2 separate regions of the Mus musculus genome follow, and region 1 is linked to region 2. A link is a contact called in public HiChIP or PLAC-seq data. All regions are on one chromosome and are shown on one strand. The core of a region is the stretch at or near the end of the contact, and the rest is flanking DNA. Distances in the headings are between cores, read along the strand shown.

Region 1 (5,866 bases), core at 1,690-4,189, 320 kb after region 2:
TGTTTGGGTGAGACTGGTTACTGTCCTTAGTCAACACTCTGCAGACCAGCCCTGAGCTGCTGGCTCCGTCTTTTGTAATGCTTAATTAGTTTCACTGTCTTTACCATGCTCCTTGGCGTGGTGGCACACACCTTTAATTCCAGCACTTGGGAGGCAGAGGCAGGCGAATTTCTGAGTTCGAGGATAGCCTGGTCTACAGAGTGAGTTCCAGGACAGCCAGGACTATACAGAGAAACCCTGTCTCGAAAAACCAAAAGAAAAAAAAAGAAAAAAAAAAAGCATTTTCTAGGACATTGGAACACTGGTGAAGTCTCTGGCTATGTTAGAATTCAATCTTTAAAGGCACTTATAATAAGATAATACTAAAAGAGAGCACGTGGATCCATACACCAGACTAACTCGGGGATAGGGTATGAGTATACGGGTTATAAGAACGCTAAAGCTCCAGGAGGTGAGTTCCTTTTGAAACTCTTTGCCTCGTGAGTTCTCCCAGGCTTCTCAGCCTGTCAAGTAGACTTCACTGGAGTGTGCATAGCACACACACACACACACACACACACACACACACACACACACACACAGTATGGGGATGAGGCCAGAGCCTACTCATGAAATTCAGTTACCCTTACCTCTCCTATGCACTTTCATGTATGGGCTGAGGGTAACTTATAGGGTACATATGGAATGTTAAGTAATTCAGTGCATAGGATAAAGTTCCCACACTCTGAGCTATCATCACACATGTGGTATGATGTTGGGGCTCAAGGTTTTGAATTTTGGATTCTTAGGACTGCTCAATGCCTTTTTTCTTTTTCATTTCATTTCTTTTGTTTTCTTTCCTTTAAAAAAAAAAAGAAAAAAGAAAGAAAAGAAAAGGTCTCTGCTCCCTGAAGCCCTGGCTGGACTAGAAAGTACTGGACTGGCCTTGAACTCAAAACAGTCCCTCTGCCTTAGCCCCCTGAAGGCAGAGATTACAAGTGTTTGAGTTGGGCAGTTAAGAGCCCAGATCCACACCATCATTTCCTTGGTGGCAATGGTCTCCGTTTCCTGCTGTACAGAGATGACTGCATCTCATACTTCTCCACCCCGTCTGTCATATGCTCTTGCTTCCTGCAATGCATCACGTCCTACATAGAAATATAGTGGTCCAGGGGACTCTGTACTCCATTATGTGCTCTACATAGCTGAAGTGACCTCCCAGGCCATGGCAACAGTATTCTTCTAAACATCAAAGAGATAAAGGTACTTCTGAACCAGTGCATGCTGGGCCTTCTCCATGTTACCTGCCTCCTGGATTTGTTTGATGGTTGGCTGCTTGACTCCTTCCAGTTGAGCAATTATCAAGTTTTTCAACAGATTCTCCACTAGAGGTACCATGTTTCTTAGTCATATATTGTGACTCGTTTATAGGATAGGTGACAATGATAGTCATCATTGTCACAATGAGTCCTCCTACTGATATTGTACAGAAGGTCTCTGAGGTGATCACATATATTTCTTTGGATAGAAAATACAAGATAAGGGCTGGAGAGATGGCTCAGTGGTTAAGGGTGCTGACTGCTCTTCCAGGGGTCCTGAGTTTAATTCCCAGCAACCACATGGTGGCTCACAACCATCTGTAATGGGATCTGATGCCCTCTTCTGGTGTGTCTGAAGACAGCTACAGTGTACTCATATACTTACTTAAAATAAATAAGTAAATCTTTTTTTAAAGATTTATTTTGTTTATGTATTTATGCTGTCGTGTTGGTGGCAGAAAGTTCTACCTGGGACAGCATGGTCTTTGTAGGTTCCGGCATTGGTCTTTGTGTTCCTGTGAGCTTGGCCTCTGTTCCCTTTCTTCCAACCCTGTGTCCAAATTCTTGGAGACCTCACTGGCCAGACTTGGTCACATGACCAGCATTGCAAGGGATACTGGGCAAGAGAATGTGTGACAGGGTCTTGATGGACCTCAATGAGTGCTGGTGTAGAGGTGTTGTCCTAGCAGGAGTTGAGAGATGGTTAGAGATCAAAATGAAGCCTCTGACAGGAGCTTGAGGGAGAGGGGGCTGCAAAGTACTGTGGGGCAACCTTGGTTTGGAAGATGCCTATGTGGCTACAGGCGTGTTTAAAGGAAAGACTGACCAGCATAGGATCATGGAGGACTCTCATCTTATTTCGCCCATTTGTCATAATTACTCCAGAGCAATAGCAGACATTAAAGGAGGTGGGGAATCCCTTTAATCCCGGCACCAGGTGGCAGGAGCAGACAGATCTCATGTTCAAGGCTAGGCTGGTCTACAGAGAAAGTTCCAGGACATCCAGGCCTACATAAAAAAAGCTAGTCTCAAAGGTGGTGGTGGGGGTGGGGGAGTGTCAAGGGCCTGGGAAGAGGCTCACTGGGGACAAAACCTGGTGACCTCAGTGTGGTTCCTAGAACCCATGTGAAGGCAGAAGGAGAGGACAAGCTCTGCAGAGTTGTCCTCTGACCTCCCCATGGCCAGTGTGGCATGTGTCCCCTTCCATCACACACACACACACACACACACACACACACACACACACACACACTGAGACTAAGAAAAGAATAAGTAAAGAAGGAATGAGGCTGTAGGTGTGGCCCAGTGGCACACACAGCCCTGTCCTGCGTGAGGTTCAAGTTCTGCCCCCAGTGGCACACACGGCCCTGTCTTGCGTGAGGTTCAGGTTCCGCCCTCAGGGATGAAAACAGTGAAACCCGCTAGTTGTGTTCTTCATAAAGTCAGGGCGAAGGAGTCGCTCTCCTTGGGAACTCACTTCAGTCTCTTTGTGGGCAGGGGTGCCTGGGCTTTCCTCTGTCCCCAAGGACAGAGCTGGGGTCCTTAGTATCTTCACTTCAGAGACCCAGGACTTGGTGATTTGCTGAGGCACACAGCCTGCGTGGAGGACTCTGGAAGGGCTGGGGGGAGGAGGAGTCGGGGAGAGTTGGATGACGGCCCAAGCAGCTCAGAGGAAATGGCCACAGAGGCAAGAAGGTTATTCTTAGATATGGGGCAGCAGAGTCTGACATATTTCCCCTGCCCTCATTACAGGGGACATGGTTCATGTTTCTGTCATAGATGGTCAAAGACAGAAAAGTGACAGTCACTTTTTCTACCTCATGGGAGCCTTCAGGCATGAAGACCTGGAGACATGAAGAACTTTTGTATATACACATGTTTTATGTGTGGGTATGCATGCATGTGTGTGTATATACACGTGTGTGCACACATGTAGAGGGCAAAGGTCAACATTGCTGTTCCCCCAGGAGCCATCCACCTTGGGTCCCCTCCCCCCGAAGATTTGATAATTGTATGTTGTATGCATATGTGTGTGTGTGAGAGTGTGGGTGCCCTTGGAGGGTGAAAGAGGGCTCTGAGCCCCTCCACCTGGAGTTTATAAGGGGTTGCGAACTGCCGATGTGGATTCTGGGAATGGAACTCTGTTCCTCGGCAAGAGTGGTACACACTGTCTCTACCTGATTAACCCGTCCCTCCAGACGTGACTTGGGTTTCTGAGACAGGATCTGGAAACTGGGACTCACTGATGAAATTGGGCTGGCTGGTCAGCAAGCCCCATGGACTCTGTTCTCAGCTCCACAGTCCTGGGGTTCCAGGCATGTAGTGCTGCACACAGCTCCTCCAGAGTCCTGCCTTGCATTCTGGAGATCTTAAGTCAAGTCCTCATGCTTGCATGGTAAGGACAAGCTTTTCTCCCAGCCCTTGGAGAAACTTGGTTTGATGCTCAGGTCTGCTACGGGGCAGTGGTGTGTAGAGCTATGGCTGGGCAAACAGCATTAGCAGGCTCTGGACAGACTGGGGTGGGGCTAGTGGGGAGTCTATTCAGAGTCTTTGAACGTCCTGATCTTCAAGGGACCAGGAAAGAGGACCAGAATCTTGTTGAAGCTTGGTGGCCTGCTTTGGGAAAGATAGCCCAGCTTATGTGAGCAGCCTGGATGGAAGCATCTCTGGTTTTTGTGACTCATTCTGGGACAGAGGAGGGTCAGGAACACTCATATACCAAGGCCTTGTAGTTCCCGGGGGCTTTCTGTGCCCCACATACCAAGCACTTACTATGGTCTGTAGCCACCGGTGCATAGTTCTGGAGATCTAGTCACGCTCTGCCTTATTTTATCCCACAGAACACATGTCGGAGGCGAGACTTATGGCCAGAGACGTCATCAAGACTGTTCCACACGACCAGGTCCCCCAACCTCCAGTGGCCTCTGAGACTCCCAGCATGAAGGAGCCTGTGAGAGACGTGGACCTCATGGAGTGCGTGGAAGGCAGGTAGGGCCTGACTGGACTCTCCACTGGACATGGGTTGGAACAGCACCTTCTATATAGAGGAGTGGGGGGAAGGGGAGTGGGGAGATAACAGGGCAAGGAGCTCCTGGAGGTCCCCCCACCCACACAGGGCTCCAGTGTGTTTCCTGGGTGTCGGGACCAGCACAATGCAGCCTGAACCTGGGCCATCTGGTTTCACTAGTAGAGGGCTTATCTGTTGTTGCCTCTGTGTCCAGAAGGCCAAGTCCCTCCCTGCTCAGGCTCTGAGACCCATCCTTCATTTCCCAGCAGAAAGAGAGAGCAGCCATACTGGCCAGGGCGAGTCCTTCTGCACATAGGCAGGTCAGCACAGGCTCTTCACGTGTACCCTCAGCTTCAGGGTTCTCTGCCACTCTGGTTGTGGAATCAGTGTCGCCTCACTTTCTGCTCCATTCCTGAGTGGAATGAAGCCGGGGACAGTGTTTTCCTGGGGGGTCTCTCAGGGAATAGGCGGGACTAAATCCGCTCAACTCGGTTGCCAGGCGACCTTCCAGGTTCCTTGAACCCTTGTGACCATCAGAATCAGGAAGAAACCTAGGACACTGGGTGTGTGGAACAGGTGGCTCTGGAGATGCCCTCTGTAGGGACTTTCCAGTGAGCTGCTGTGTCGCTGGTGTGGAATGTGTGGGCAAACCCCAGGAAGGGCTTAGCCAGGCTGGTTTCAGTGTGTGTGTGTGTGTGTGTGTGTGTGTGTGTGTGTGTGTGTGTGTGTTTGTGTGTGTATTCACCACACAAGTGTGTCTCCTGTTTCAATGGAGACTTTTTATTGTTTTTAAAAGATTTATTTTATGTGCATGAGTGCTTGCCTGCACGTATGTCTGTGCCCTTCGTACATCCCTGGTGCCTGCAGTACTCAGAGGAGGACGCTGTAGCCCTTGGAACTGAAATTACAGGTGGCTGTAAACAATCATGTCGTCTGCCTGAGCAACAAGTACCTTAGCTGCTGAGCTACCTCTCCAGCCCCTGAGATTTTCTTTAAATTGAAGGCACGTGCTACCAGTGTAGATGGTGGAGGGAATTGAATTTGGTTTACTGCTCTCCATCTGGAGAAGGTGCAGGCACCAGTGTTCTGAGACTGGGAACCAGGGACAGGTCTCCGGGAGCAGGATAGACTGAGACCCTATAGGAAGCCAACTGAAGGGGCTCCAAGCACACACACCCCACACTTGTTCTTCAATGTTCACCAGGTAGGCCCCTCCCCAAGATTCTCTAAAGGAAAGTTCCTGGAGTAAGCAGAAGTAAGCTGTCCCTGACTTCCGGGCAGGTTCACAAGACATCCCCTAGTACTTTTGTGTCTGACTTCCGCAAGAGGCAGACATGGGGTATAGGCTGGGATAGGTCTCAGTAGCCTGTGGTTTATCCTACAGGGGCACATTTGAAATGGCTCTTACTCATAAGTGCACCCATGGATAAGAGGGACACCGAGGAGGTTTGCTGCTAGCCCCCCCGCCCCGCTCCCTCCTTCCCCCAGTATCCCACTGCCTTCCTCTTGCTGGGTCCTGAATTCCATGGAAATTAGGCTGGGTGTGTGGTATGGCCTCCCC
Region 2 (5,432 bases), core at 2,551-5,050:
CCTTTTTATCCCTGCCCACTTCCCTTCCTGCTGACCTTAAACTTGCAATCTTCCTGCCTGAGCAGAGACTGAAGCTGAGTGCCACCATGGCCAACTCTAACCTCCTTAATTTTACCTCAAATCCAAGTGTCTGAGTGATTCCTTTCTTGGCTTATAAGACTCCTTTGCTTCTTCTTATAGGCAGTTCAAAGATAGATGAATTTTTTTGTTTGTTCTGATATTTGGGGTGGGGTGGGGGTTGGGGAGGTTTCGAGACAGGGTTTCTCTGTATAACCCTGGTTGTCCTGGAACTCATTCTGTAGACCAAGCTGACCTTGAACTTAGAAATCCACCTGCCTCTGCCTCCCATGTGCTGGGATTAAAGGCTCATATCATATACCCCAGTCACACTCTTCTCCCACCCCTTTATATCAGCCCTCCACTCTTGCAACCTCTCTCCGTGCCCCCCCCCCAATAAAAATAAACATCTCAGGCTGGAGAGATGGCTCAGTGGTTAAGAATACCAACTGCTCTTCCAGAGGTCCTGAGTTCAATTCCCAACAACCACATGGTGGCTCACAACCATCTGTAATGGAGTCTGGTACCCTCTTCTGGTGTGCCTGAAGAGAGCAGTGGTGGTGTACTCATATGTATAAAATAAATACATCTTTAAAAAAAACATCTCACTGAGGAGGCTGTGGTGTGTCACACGGTATACCAAACAGGTTCACTTGCAAATGTTTATTGCAATTGAGTCATCGGTCTGGTCCGAGGCCTCTGGGTTCTGCTCCACTATCCACCCTTGATCTTAATCAAAAGGCTGGGAAGCGATCTGCTCCACTATCAGTACTGGATCCTCACCTGTGTCGTGGGGATCCTGCAGCTTTGGTTCTGCAGGACCAGGATCAGCCCCTTCACAAGCCCCAGCGGTTCGCAGATAGGAGGGATGCTGGAACGGGACAGCTCAGAGCCCTGGCTCCGGATCTGGTTGGGAGCTGAGTTGGTTTGCCCAACAGCTCTCCAGCATCCACACCACCAGGGCCAGCTCTCCTGACATGCCCCAGCTAGCTCACCTAAGACCGAAGCCAGCAAGGAGATGAGCCAGATTTCCTGCTCCTACACCCTTAGGGCAGCTCTCTGAGCCCAGGGCCACCAGGGCCAGCTCACTGTGCTGCCCAAGCCAGGTGTGGATCTGCTCTCCCAAGTGCTGCTGGAATTTAAATTCATTGACCAGGCTGGCCTTGTACTCATAGAGATCTGCCTGCCTCTGCCCCCTGAGTACTAGAATTAGAAAGGTGTGTAGCCCCCATGCCCTGCACAGCCTGAGGGAACTGTAACCCCAGAGGGTGCTGTGGCTGGCATGAGACTCAGCTGCCAAAATCCACATGTGTCTGCTTGGTCTGCTCATATCTCACTTGTTGAGATGGCTCACTACCTCATGACTAACGTCATGACTGTTGGTTATAACATGCTATTTTTAGAATTGAGGCTTCCCACTGAAGGATTTTTGTTTTTGTGTTTGTTCTTTTGGTTTTTTTTTTTTTTTTTGAGACAGGGTTTCTCTGGGTAGCCCTGGCTGTCCTGGAAGTATTTTGTAGACCAGGCTGGCCTCGAATTCAGAAATCTGCCTGTCTCTACCTCCTGAGTGCTGGGATTAAAGGCATGCACTACCGCTGCCCAGCTCCATTGAAGGCTTAAGTCTGACAATATCTTGTTAAGCTGCACACACAGAAGGAGGGCTTAGATGGTCCTCAGGCCTCCTGGCTCCATCATTTGTCTATCTCCTCGCTGTCTTTATGTTTTATCAGTGCATTCTGGGAAGTCACGCCACACAATGGACTGCATTTATTTCCTCCCTTCCTTTGAAGGGTGTGTGTGTTCACGTATCTGTGTGCACAGGTAGAGGCCTGAGGTGGACACTGGGTATTCTCAATTACCAACCTATCGTGTGTTTTAGACAAGGCTGAAGCCAGAGTTCCTGGATTTGGCCAGCAAGTCCCAAGGACACTCCTGTCTCTGCCTCTTCAGCACAGGGTTTCTGGTGCAAGCTGCCATGCCTAGCTTCTAGTGCTAGGGACCCAAACTTGGTTCCTCAAACTTGTGCAGCACCCACTGAGCCATTGTCACAGCCCCTGGCCTGCAACTGACAGAAAGTTCTTGTGACAGGCATGGCTGACTTCTCTCTTATAGAACAATAGATGCTTAAATCTATTTAATTTTTTAATAATTTTTCGTATTTATTTTTATGTGTATGAGTATTTTGTCTACATGTATGTATGTGCATCACATGAGTGCCTGGTACTTGTAGAGGTCAGAAGAAGGCTCCCCATGATCCCATGAAACTAGAGTTATAAATGGTTGTGAGCCACCATGTGGGTCCTGGGAACTGAACCTAGGTCTTCTGCAAGAGCAACAAGTGCTTTAAACCACCAAGCCATCTCTACAGCCTTGCACTAGACAGTTAACTTAGTACTTGTTTTCTTAACTAACAACTATTTTTCCCAGCTCCTCTTGCAGCTACGGCGAGTATAGCCTAGTCAATAATGGCAGAAATGTGGCCAGTCCTGGTGGCAGACACCTTTAATCCGAGCACTCAGGTGACAGAGGCAGGCAGATCTCTCTGAGTTTGAGGCCAGCCTGGTCTAAATCTGAGCTCCAGGCTACATAGTGATACCTTGCCTCAAACTCACTCATTCACTCATTTATTCATTCAGGGCTGGAGAGATGGCTTAGTGGTTAAGAGTACTTGCTTTTCTTCTAGAGAATGGGGTTTAGTTCCCAGTACCTACATAGTGACTCATAATCACCTGTAACTCAAGGTGCAGGAGATCTGATTCCCCCTTCTGGTATCCATGGGCACCAGGCAAGCATATGGTACACACACACACATGCAGGGAAGCACTTGTACTTATAACATAAAAACAAATAAGAAGTAAAACACAGCTGGGTGTGGTGGCGCACGCTTTTAATCCCAGAACTCCGGAGGCAGAGGCAGGCGGATTTCTGAGTTGGAGGCCAGCCTGGTCTACAAAGTGAGTTCCAGGACAGCCAGGACTATACAGAGAAACCCTGTCTCGAAAAAAAACAAAACAAACAAACAAACAAACAAACAAAAAAAAACAAAAAAAAACAAAAAGAAGAAGAAGAAGAAGAAGAAGAAGAAGAAGAAGAAGAAGAAGAAGAAGAAGAAGAAGAAGAAGAAGAAGAAGAAGTAAAACACAGGAGTGGCAAGGAAGTGGCGATCTCCAGGTGAGCTCTGCAGGGTAAATGTGGATGCAATGACAGTAGCTGGAACAGCCACTGGGGAATCATGAAACAAAAGCTGGACATCCAGAGGCAGAGAGAGATTTCAGAAGCCTGGAAAGTTCAGATGACTTAGGGGACATCACTAATTGAACCCCCACTCTCCATGTTCTAGCCTCTCATCTCAGAAAAGCCAAGCCTTTGTTGTCTGAGTTGCTATTAACTCTATCTGTCTGTTTCATGCCTGAAACTCTCATGTTCCGGAAGATGCTGCCTGGCTGGGAGTCCAGCAGCCAGCCCAGGCTATCTCTGGTCCCTGCCAGTCCTGTGGTTGCCGGGGGCAGCAGGGCTGGGCTGTATGCTCACCCATCTTCTCTCATTCCCTCAGATATGCTTTCCCTTAACCCCAGTCCTGACCTTTCATGATGGATCTGTGGGTTAGACTACATTTAAAACTGAAATGGAAAAAATAAAAAGAGTCCAAATGGAAAAAATGAGCCTCTGCTTGGAGACAGGGTTTCTTGCAGTCTCTCTGAGAGGCCAGAGAGTTTATAGCTGTTGTACAGTATCCAGGAGAAAGCTTATGAAATATTATTCCTTTTACCCCCTTTTACCAAAACATGAGTCATTTTTTTAATTGACTCTGAGTTTTCCCTTTAAGCCTGATTTCCCAGCATGCCTAGGATATAGCACTTCCCAGCGAAGAAATATTTAGGCTCATGTGGTTTCTCTGAAGTCTGGTGGACAGCTGGGGATTTCCCTGGGGGGTAGGGGACAGAATGGGAAGGCTAATAAAGGAAAGGGTTGGGGTATAGCAAGACAGAAATGGGGGAGGGGATGGTCGGAGCCTCTAGCACAGCAGAAAGGAAGCAGGCCAGTGCTGGGCCTGTGAGACACAGAGGTTTACTGTCGAAAAGACAGGATGCTGCTGGTTGGTTCCAGGAGCACAGCCTCAGTTGTAGCCCTCTCTGGGATGAGCAATGCTATAGGCGTCAGTGCCTAGTCAGACTGGACCACCTGAGGAGAAGCAGAAAGCCAGGAAAAGACCTAGGGAGAAGGCTCAGGAGTGAAGCGTGTGGAATACAAGAATGAAGATCTGAGTTGGATACTCAGAACCCAGGCTGGCAGGATGGCTCAGTGGGTAAAGAGCACTGTCTGCTCTTCAGAGGTCCTAAGTTCAAATCCCAGCAACCACATGGAGATCTGACACCCTCTTCTGGTGCGTCTTAAGTCAGCTATAGTGTATGTACGTATACTAATAAATCTTTGGGCCGGAATGAGCGGGGTTGACCAGAGAGAACAGAGGTCCTAAAAAAGACAACCACATGAAGGCTCACAACCATCCGTACAGCTACAGTGTACTCACATACATAAATAAAAAAATCTTTTAAAAAGAAAAGAAAGATTTATAAGAACCCATTGGGGCAAAGGCTGCTGGGAGTGGACCACTTCTGTCATCCCTGTGCTGAGGAAATACACACAGGCGGGTCTCAGGGGCTCACTGACCAGCCAACCTAGCTAATTAGTGAGCTCCAGGTTCAGGGGACTGGAGAGATAGCCCTGACTGCTCTCGCAGCAGACCCTGGTTCAGTCTCGAGTACACACATGGAGGCTCGTAACCACCTGCAACTCTAGTCCAGGGGATCTGACATGTTTTTCCAGCCTCTGAAGGCACTGCATACATGTGACACATACATGCTAGCAAAACACCCATACAGATAAAGTGAAAATAAAGGGGAGAAAAAAAGAAAGTGGAGCATGATTTAGGGACATAAGAAAACAGGTAGTGTCCACCTCTACACATATATACACACCACACACACACATATATATTCATATACATACTCACACACAACACTCACACACACATAAACACGCGTACTCTCACACATTCACACCCCTCACACACACATGCACTCAGACACACATATACATACACACATATACACACACTCAAATATTCATACACACTCACACAATGCCACACATACTCCCACACATTCACTCATACGCAGTCACATACACATACAGTCTCACATACACAATCACACGCACACTCAAATACACACTCACTAACACACAAAACTCACACAAATATACACGCATGCACTCACACACACATAAACACATGCACTCACACACATTCACACCCTCACACACATGTACTCACAGACACGCACACACACGTTCACACACACACACTCAAACAT

What was found. HiChIP or PLAC-seq counts read pairs in DNA pulled down with a chosen protein or histone mark.
Region 1: a contact with region 2 is called in an H3K4me3 HiChIP or PLAC-seq map of bone marrow-derived macrophages, with 3 times the contacts expected there. The contact joins two enhancer-like sites. A contact is called at or near these places in 1 of 39 promoter capture datasets (the SN4741 cell line), 1 of 15 datasets of contacts at CTCF or cohesin (the NIH/3T3 cell line), 31 of 484 Hi-C or Micro-C datasets (3T3-L1-derived adipocytes, the C3H10T1/2 cell line, CD8 T cells and 23 more), 10 of 115 datasets of contacts at active chromatin or transcription factors (bone marrow-derived dendritic cells, bone marrow-derived macrophages, craniofacial prominence and 7 more) and 4 of 9 other capture datasets (adipose tissue, embryonic stem cells, liver and 1 more).

Annotation. Positions count from the first base shown.
Region 1 is chr15:83,537,157-83,543,022 of GRCm38.p6, forward strand. It overlaps Bik (BCL2-interacting killer), which reads left to right. Exons shown (of 5, transcript NM_007546.2): 2 at 4,139-4,286. The coding sequence starts at 4,144. It also overlaps the pseudogene Gm46495. Among named protein-coding and RNA genes, the nearest start is that of Bik, 13 kb to the left of the region's middle. Within about 2 kb of position 2,940, at least 27 of the 459 cell types and tissues checked have an H3K27ac peak or open chromatin away from gene starts, as enhancers often do. A contact at or near this core is called in the MNK3 cell line, adipose tissue and bone marrow-derived macrophages, where this site is marked.
Region 2 is chr15:83,212,036-83,217,467 of GRCm38.p6, forward strand. No RefSeq gene overlaps it. Among named protein-coding and RNA genes, the nearest start is that of A4galt, 37 kb to the right of the region's middle. Within about 2 kb of position 3,801, at least 103 of the 459 cell types and tissues checked have an H3K27ac peak or open chromatin away from gene starts, as enhancers often do. A contact at or near this core is called in the MNK3 cell line, adipose tissue and bone marrow-derived macrophages, where this site is marked.